Linked DNA regions of Hordeum vulgare: region 2 is linked to region 1. A link is a contact called in public Hi-C data. All regions are on one chromosome and are shown on one strand. Each heading gives the region's core, a stretch centred on a gene start, on an enhancer-like site or on the middle of the called end of the contact. The rest is flanking DNA. Distances are from core to core; before and after follow the strand shown.

Region 1 (4,135 bases), core at 584-3,083:
GGCAGTAATTTTGTACATGTACAGATAAAAGGGTGTGTGTGTGTGTGTGTAAAAAAGAGCTGATTAGTTTTAAGCAGTTGAAGAGCAGGTGGAAAAACAGATGTGACTCAGTTACGTGCCTGCAGTGCAGCACGTCCAATGGCGATTCCACCGGCACAAGAGCAAGATGTGCATTCTCACCTCATGTGTAGAGAGTAGCAGAGCTTTTGCCCAATGTCAAATTCTCCATTCCGGTTGTAAAACAAACATCAAAGGACAAAAAGAGGAGTCATCAACGCCATGTGGCAGTCTAAGGAAATACCCAACCCAATGTACGCTTGATTTTTGTCCCCTGGCACCAGTTAAATGATAGCCCCTCTCTCTCTCTCTCTCTCTCGCGTGTCATGGAAAACTCGGTCAAGAAACAGCTGGACTTGATGATATCATAATAAACGCTGGTTGATATGGAACTAAACTGGATTGTCGGAAGTGTTATAGCGACGGTCAGTCGGCTGCCTGTAAATAATCTGTGCCACGTTGACAGCCGTGTCCCGTCCCTATCGTGCTTGCAGTTTTGGTCAGTCGCATAATTTGACCGCAAACGCGATTTGCATGGTCGGGTCTGACCGTTTTGACGTGGTCACTCCCCTTGCGCCTACAAACCAGCCTGCTATGCAGAAGATGCACTGCACGTGCATGCGGCTGACTCGCTCCAACTGATCCCTACTTACTTCGAAACATGCTTTGCCCGCTTGCTTGTCCGCAAGAGACACTGGTCCGGCCTGAGTTTTTTCTCCATGGAGGCCCCGAGCTTGTGCTTGGTTGGTCGTAACAAGTTACCAATTAATGCATGCGGCGTGCTTGGTCGACTACAGAGATGAGTTGGCCTCGTCGCACCATGCATAAGCATAATGATGCGAGGGTGTGAGGGTTTAGTGGAATGATTGGATGCCATGTATGGTTCCCCCATTTTAATGCTAAAGCTAGCCTGTGAAGGATATGCAATGGCGTACAGGGTCATCTTATTCCCGATGAAGCCAAACGGCCAACTGCTGCTGCTGATGATGATGATGATTATGAGGATGCCTTGCACCCACCGATACGTCGGATCCATGCAGGATCCAACAGCGATGTGGCTGTCCCCAAGTAGAGTATGCATTCTTTGGGAGGCGGAATGGATTAAGCTAGGTAGCATCCGATACGCAACGACCGTCCCGCCTCACGAACTGCACTGGAGCGGCGCTGGCCGGAGCCAGGCGGGTCGGCTCGAACCGCACCACCCAACGGCACAAAAACCAACCGGCAGGCAGCCGCTCCCGCTCTTCACCATCACCATCACCATCACGTGCCTCTTGCTCCGCGACTGACGTGCGGCCCACCCGCGTCCCGCGCCCCCACGCGGCAGTGCCCTCCCACGTCTCCCCGTCCACGTCGCTGGCCGACCGTCCGTTCCAGGCCGCCAAAAGAAAGAGCAACTTTCACCAGTCACCGCGCGCGCGCCGCTGACGGGTGGGGCCGCGACGACGCGTGAACCGGCGCGTCGCCGGGGGATTTACGTACGAGTCGCCGCCCGGCGCCGCTTCCGCCACCGTGGGCCCGCGCGTCTTCCAGACCGTTTCTTCCCACCCAAATCAATTACAATTACTACTACTCGATTTCAGTCATTTATTTGTAGACGACGAAGAAATAGTAAGATCATCGATTACAATTACAATTACTCCTCCCCCGCGGCCTCGGCGTCGGCCTCTTCTCCGCGACGACCACTCGGAGAAGAAGAGGAGGAGGAGGAGGAGGACGAGGAAGGCAAGGCAGCTCCCATAAATACGAGGCCTCCAGCTCCGTCCCCGACTCGAGTCGGAGCTGGATCGGAATCGACAGCGACCTCTTCCTCCTCCGCCACGCGTATTCCCTCCTCCTCCTCCCCCTCCCCCTCCTTACCCACTAAGAAACACAGAAAGAAAGAGTGCCACCCCCCGCCTTCCCCTTGCCGCGTTTCCTCCCCTCCCCTCCCCTCCCCTCCCCTCGCGTCGCTCGCCGCCATAAAGGGCCCTCGCCGCGTGTCGTCCATCTTCCCAGGCCCTTTCCGCGCGGATCCACCCGGCCCGGCTGCGATTTCCCGTGAACTGCGTGCCGCCAGATCGGGGCCTCCCTGCGGATTCCGGCGCCGAAAAGGCCCCATCTTGCCCGCTCCCCCAGGCCATCTTGCTCGATCTCGCCGCCGGCGGAACCGTCCGGATTCGATCATCCTCCTCCTCCGCCGGCCCTCGCGATGTGGGGGGACACGAAGCCGATGCTCAAGTCCCGGGGCGGGGGCGGGGGCGGCGGCGGCGGCGACGAGGACGGCGACTACTTCCCCAACACGCCGCGCAAGGACTGGTCCACGGGCCTGCTCAAGCTCGTCACCGCCATGGTCATCTTCATGGCCGGCGTCGTCATCGGCCTCTCCGTCAGCGCCAACGTCTCCCGCTACTACTACAACTCCCACACCGAGCTCTTCTTCCCCACCGCCACCTACAGCTCCTGCGACCGGCGCGGCGCCACGGGCGACTGCGGCCCCGGATTCAAGGCCTTCGTCCACCCGCCCCAACTCGCGCACTCCATGACCGACGAGGAGCTCTTCTGGCGCGCCACCCTCGTGCCAACCGCCGACGAGTTCCCCTTCCAGCGCGTCCCCAAGGTCGCCTTCCTCTTCATGACCCGCGGCCCGCTCCCCTTCGCGCCCCTCTGGGAGCGCTTCTTCCGGGGACACCAGGGCCTCTTCTCCGTCTACCTCCACACCATACCGGACTACAAGCTCAACGTCTCCAAGACGTCCCCATTCTACGGCCGCCAGATCCCCAGCGAGGTACTATAATCAACCTCCTTCTCACACTCTCTTCTTTCCGTCATAAACATAATTTACCTTAACTTAACTTACAGTAGTGAAAATTTCAGTTATCCAGTCGTAGCACAATCAGATTGTTATTAGTTAGTTGAACGAACCGTGAAATTTGTGGCTGATTGATTCGTTAGCTGGTGCCTTGGTGGAGTGAGTCGGACAACCGTTGTCGTGCTAGTTGGTGGTTGCCATGTGCTCAACTTGATTCATGATTGGGATATGTGTAGTATGTATTTGCTCTAGCCTCTAGGGGAATATGCTTGCTTGACCCCATGCCAGGATGGTGGGTAAACTACTCGATGGATTCTCCAACTAGTGGTGCTCACGAATGTTGCTAATATTGTGATCTAGAGATGCTTAATCTACAGTATTCTGCTTGAATCTGTCCACCTCTAGCCTCTAGAGATGCTTAATCTACAGTATTCTGCTTAAATAATTAGTCAAGGATGTCTTATGGTTGGGAGTTTATTTATTGGTGCAATCTGCTTTTCTCTTCTTCTTTTATGTTTATGTATGTTGGGCTAAAGTGTCAACCTCAAATTTCGATGCGATGTGTGCATTCGTTTAGTATTTAATAACAGTGTGAGTGCCCTCCATGTGCGGTTCTGGTACCCTGATCAACGGCTAGTTCCGTTACATATTCTGATCCTTGTTTATTGCCAATGCAGGAAGTGTCTTGGGGATCGATAACCCTGGTAGATGCTGAGAAGCGCCTGCTGGCCAATGCGTTGTTGGATTTCTCGAACGAGCGTTTTGTTCTGCTCTCGGAGAGCTGCATTCCGGTGTTCAACTTCCCAACCGTCTATGAGTATCTCATAAACTCGGAACACAGCTTCGTTGAGTCCTACAACATCGACACTCCTCAGAGCGCTGGCCGCTACAACCGCCGGATGGCCCCTCACATCTTGCCAGAGCAATGGAGGAAAGGGTCTGAGTGGTTCGAGCTTAACCGTGAGCTGGCCGTCCGTGTCGTAGCGGACCTCAAGTACTACTCGATCTTCCGGAAGCATTGCAGGCCATCTTGCTACCCGGACGAGCATTACATACCAACCTATCTTCATCTGTTCCATGGGTCGCTCAACGCCAACAGGACCATCACATGGGTTGATTGGTCAAGAGGAGGCCCGCATCCAGCGAGATATGGTGCTGGAAACATCAATGTGGACTTCATCAAGGCCATCAGGAACAACGGTACGCAGTGCCTCTACAACTCGAAGCACACCTCTGTGTGCTACCTCTTTGCCAGGAAGTTTGCTCCTAGTGCTTTGGGACCATTGA
Region 2 (4,135 bases), core at 1,186-3,685, 910 kb after region 1:
TGCCAGCCAATTTTTCATGAAGGCCTTCTTTACCCGTTTCATAAGCTCTATTATGTAATCACCTTTACTGTTATACTTGGTACAGTTATCCCATATAAACTGCACATCCTTATAGACATCCTCTGAGTTCATATATTTGCTTCCACGTTCTAAATCTTGACATATTGTGCCAAAATCCATAGGAGTGTCGATAACATCAAGATAATCCTACACAATTTGCAAGTGTGAGTACAATAAAAAAATCACATGCAAATAGAGTGAATTATTTTCCATAAGAAATTGACTTAGGAGCTTGCATGTACTCCTTCTGTCCCAAAATAAGTGACTCAACTTTGTACTGAAGTTAGTACAAAGTTGAGTCACTTATTTTGGGACTGAGGGAGTATATAATTACTCCCTCTGTAAACTAATATAAGAGCGTTTAGATTCCTAAAGTAGTGTTCTAAATGCTCTTATATTAGTTTCTTAGGTAGTTAGAACGATGGTCACAAGACATGCAGCTACAGAAGTCTGTCTGAGACACTGCTGAGAAAGTGGTCTGCATTTGTAATAACTGTTTCTTACTCTCAGTATGTTCAAGAAAAACAAATACACTGGGGTTCAGAACTTGATCTTGTGAGTAAGGAAAGCTTTGACTAGGTTTTAGTCCAATAATCATATAATTAGGCAGAGCTTTCACGTATGCCATAGATTAATACCCCTATCATAACCATCAGTTTTATTTGCTCGATCATAGAATTAAAGATGGGGCATTTGCTCGACCATAGAATTAAAGATGGGGCAGCAACCCATTTTAAAATAGAGTTACCCCAGAAAAAAATGTGAAAGGAAAAATAGAGGGCGTGGGAAATGGAAACCTGCATACTCATAACAAGTAGATGTCTGAACCAATTCAGTGGAAGTGATCGATACCACACCACTGAAGACATTTTGTGGAAGTGACTATATGACACCGAGACTTATGAGGGGCTGAGTCAACTAAGTGTTTAAGATCTTTTAGAAGGAATATATTTATGTGTGAAGCCTACCAAACTTCCAGGTGATTTGGAAAGAAAGAAGCGACACCACAAAATACTCACAGGTATTCCCAAAGCAATAGGATCAACTGGGGTGTTAAATGGCTCAGCTGCGTCGACCTTCATAACCTTCTTGATAGCCTGAGAGCAAAAGAGAATTTCAGTAAAGGTTTCATGTATTTCCGGTCTTTACCATGTGATATTTGGAGAATCAAAAGACGCCATGTAAAGTTGAGCCAGCTTGTACTCACTTCAAGTGCAGCAGCCAACTCTTTCTCATCGCGCTGAGATTCAAGGGCAGACTGCTTTATCTCCGACCCTTGCGAGTTCTTTGGCTCCGATGCACTCTCGCTTTCCTCGGTGACTAAAACAGGTTCCTGTTTACTTGGAAGAGATTCATCTACTTCATCAACCTCCATGTGTTGGGTTTTATCTTGTGCTGAAGAAGATAATCCCGCGGACACGATCTTTATGCTTCCTACTTTCTTTGCCACCTTGTCCTTATCAGAACCACTCAACTCCGACTCTTGCCCATCAGTTGTCTGGCCATCTGAGGATGCAGCGATGCCTTTTTCGGCGGTAACTTGGTTGCTCACTTCAGGGGCGGCAGTCTGAGATTTACCAGCAGTGGCGGGTGCCTGTGCTACCGACGAACTATTGCTGAGCTCTGACGCCTTGGAGGTTTTGAACTTCAGCTTCACACGACCGTACACTGCCCCCACCTTGAGCCTGGCGTACGGTATATCAGCGGCAGGATGAGCCGCACCTGGGGCAAGGACGCTCGGCTTCTCCGGTACAGGAGGAAGAGATGGATCGGGCACTGCCGGGGTGGAGCCCGAGACAGGCGCATTCTCCGCTGCGATGTTCTCTTCGGTGCTTGGGCTGGACGGAGATGCCGACGAAGAGTCTGCCCCGGTGGAATTCGAAGAACTCTTCTTGCCCGGCGTGCGGCTGCGCTTGCGCTTCATCTTATCCGTCTCTTGCTAGCACCCAGAGATGAAATACTTGGAAATAGGCCGCTCCGTCACCTGCGCGCCGCGCCCTGAGGGGATCGATCTCGCGACGGACTGAATTGGGAGGACCTAGTCGGAGAAACCATGAACGGGTGGATGGATGGATGTGTTAGATTACCAGGGGCACAGGGGCATCCAAGAAAAACCAGGCAACAGAGAGAGAGAACGTCCCGCTGCCGCGTCGACGAGAGAAGCTAGGGTTCCTTACCGGCGGCAGCAGCAGAAGGACCGATCCACGGCAGTGCAGTACCAGCGGGGCTGGCTTGTAGAGTCGTTGGCGCGACGAACTTGTGAGGAACAAAAGACCGGGAACTGGGAGGCGACGAGTTTGGGGGGTGGATCGGGGAAGAAGAGAGGGGTAGGCTGGAGGAGGAGGAGGAAGAAGAGGATTGGAAATCTCGGGAGCCTTTGTGGGTTTGTCGACTGGGCTGCGTGCCTTTAAGACAGTTCATGTGGGCCGGGCTGATTCTTGCGCTGGCGGACTGTCGAAGGTTGTTTATGTCATGCCATGGATGTCTCAGAAACAATGTCATTCCCAAGGGATCTTCAACAAAAAAAAAAAGAGTGTGAGTGGCACACAAGAAAAGCTGTGAGTGCCCTAGACGATTAGGGTTTTGACCTACTCCATCAGGACCCGATTGGCGTTGAGTCTATACGATCGACAGTTGCAGCGTGCCCCTGCTCCATACGCTAGTGGTGATGAGATACCATGCATGGCAAGACGTCTTGTTGCATTGGTCTTGGATTCCTCAAACAATTGGAATGTGGCAACGACATCATCGGTAGACATGTCCTTAAAACCGTACTCTCTTCTTATGCCCCATGCCATTTTGTTGATGATAAGGACCATGTACATTTAGCAATTTGTGCACAAGGAATCGCTTGGTCATGTTGAAACAATCTTGGCTCCTGTCACAATTATATGACTCAATATAGTCGTCAAGAGCCATTAGGCGCTCGAGAAGATGCTTGGGGGTCTCACCCTTCTTTATACAAAATTATTGTAATGCCCCATTTGTGATCTTATATTGTGCAATTTGAAGGAAGGAGGTAACGATCTTGGTCATCATAATGCTATTCCAACTAGGAGCATGCGACACGAAGCAATACTTATAACCTCTTAAGAATTAATTACTTTATACATTAACTAGGTCCATGTCGAATATCCCCATCTAGTTTCCTCCTATGCGAGTAAATCATTGGGTGGGGTCACTGTCACCTACGCGAGATACCATATAGATTGCAAATGCTTCTTGAATGACCGTGAAAGTTGTCCTGTGGGCTCATTTGGGGGCCATGTAGGTTAGTTTTGCCTATTTATACGTCTGACTGGACTGTTATGCGTCTTACGGGAACCTCCAACATTGACCCCAAATCACGCATTGTATCCGTTAACATACTAGTGAGGAGAAGTTTGCGGAAAGTGATCCATGAGCCGACCATCCAACCCTATCCCCTAAAACTTCTACCGCTCTCTTAAGTCCGCAAGCTTAAAATAACAACATATCAAAACGTAGATGGTTGAAAATGTTCAAATACGACAGTAGTTTTAATTTAAATATTATTACCTTTGTCTTAAAATTCTTGTCTTAAATTTGTCTAGATATAATTGTATCTAACACTAAAACGTAACTAGATACATCTGTACTTATAAAATCTAAGTCAAGAATTTTAGGACACAAGGAGTATAATCTAACAAAGTTTTCAAATTAGAGTAGTTCAAATTTGAATTCAACTAGCATATATGTTATAGTTGTCCCCTTTAACCACCCAAATTCTCAATAAAATCTTCCTTGACTCGCTCATGAGTTGCTCCATGTCGAATTTGTTGATGCATTTGAACAAACTCTTCAAATATGAACAAATTATGATATGAAAAGTTGGATAGGTCACCCATGTTTTAGAATTCAAGAGTTACGACAACATATTCATCCTCATCATCCACAATCATATTGTGCATGATCACACAACATATCATCACCTCCCACAAGATCCACAAACAACTGCAAAACGGGCCTGGAGCACTCCAAATGCCATCTCTACATCCTTTCTAGCTCCTTCTTGTCTTTGGGCAAAGTGATAACTTTTCTAACCAATTGCACAAAC

What was found. A called contact is a pair of places that touch in the nucleus more often than the background predicts.
Region 2: a contact with region 1 is called in a Hi-C map of seedling, with 4 times the contacts expected there. The contact joins the promoter of LOC123407226 here to the promoter of LOC123407827 in region 1. A contact is called at or near these places in 2 of 6 Hi-C or Micro-C datasets (leaf and seedling).

What each region holds. Positions count from the first base shown.
Region 1 is chr7H:434,392,048-434,396,182 of MorexV3_pseudomolecules_assembly, forward strand. It overlaps LOC123407827 (glycosyltransferase BC10-like), which reads left to right and starts at 1,834. Exons shown (of 2, transcript XM_045101053.1): 1 at 1,834-2,824; 2 at 3,526-4,135. The coding sequence starts at 2,249. LOC123407405 (phospholipase SGR2) reads left to right here. Exons shown (of 23, transcript XR_006612595.1): 23 at 1-454.
Region 2 is chr7H:435,301,807-435,305,941 of MorexV3_pseudomolecules_assembly, forward strand. LOC123407226 (ankyrin repeat, bromo and BTB domain-containing protein DDB_G0293800) reads right to left here and starts at 2,436. Exons shown (of 8, transcript XM_045100312.1): 1 at 2,238-2,436; 2 at 1,268-2,098; 3 at 1,080-1,157; 4 at 1-207. The coding sequence starts at 1,984.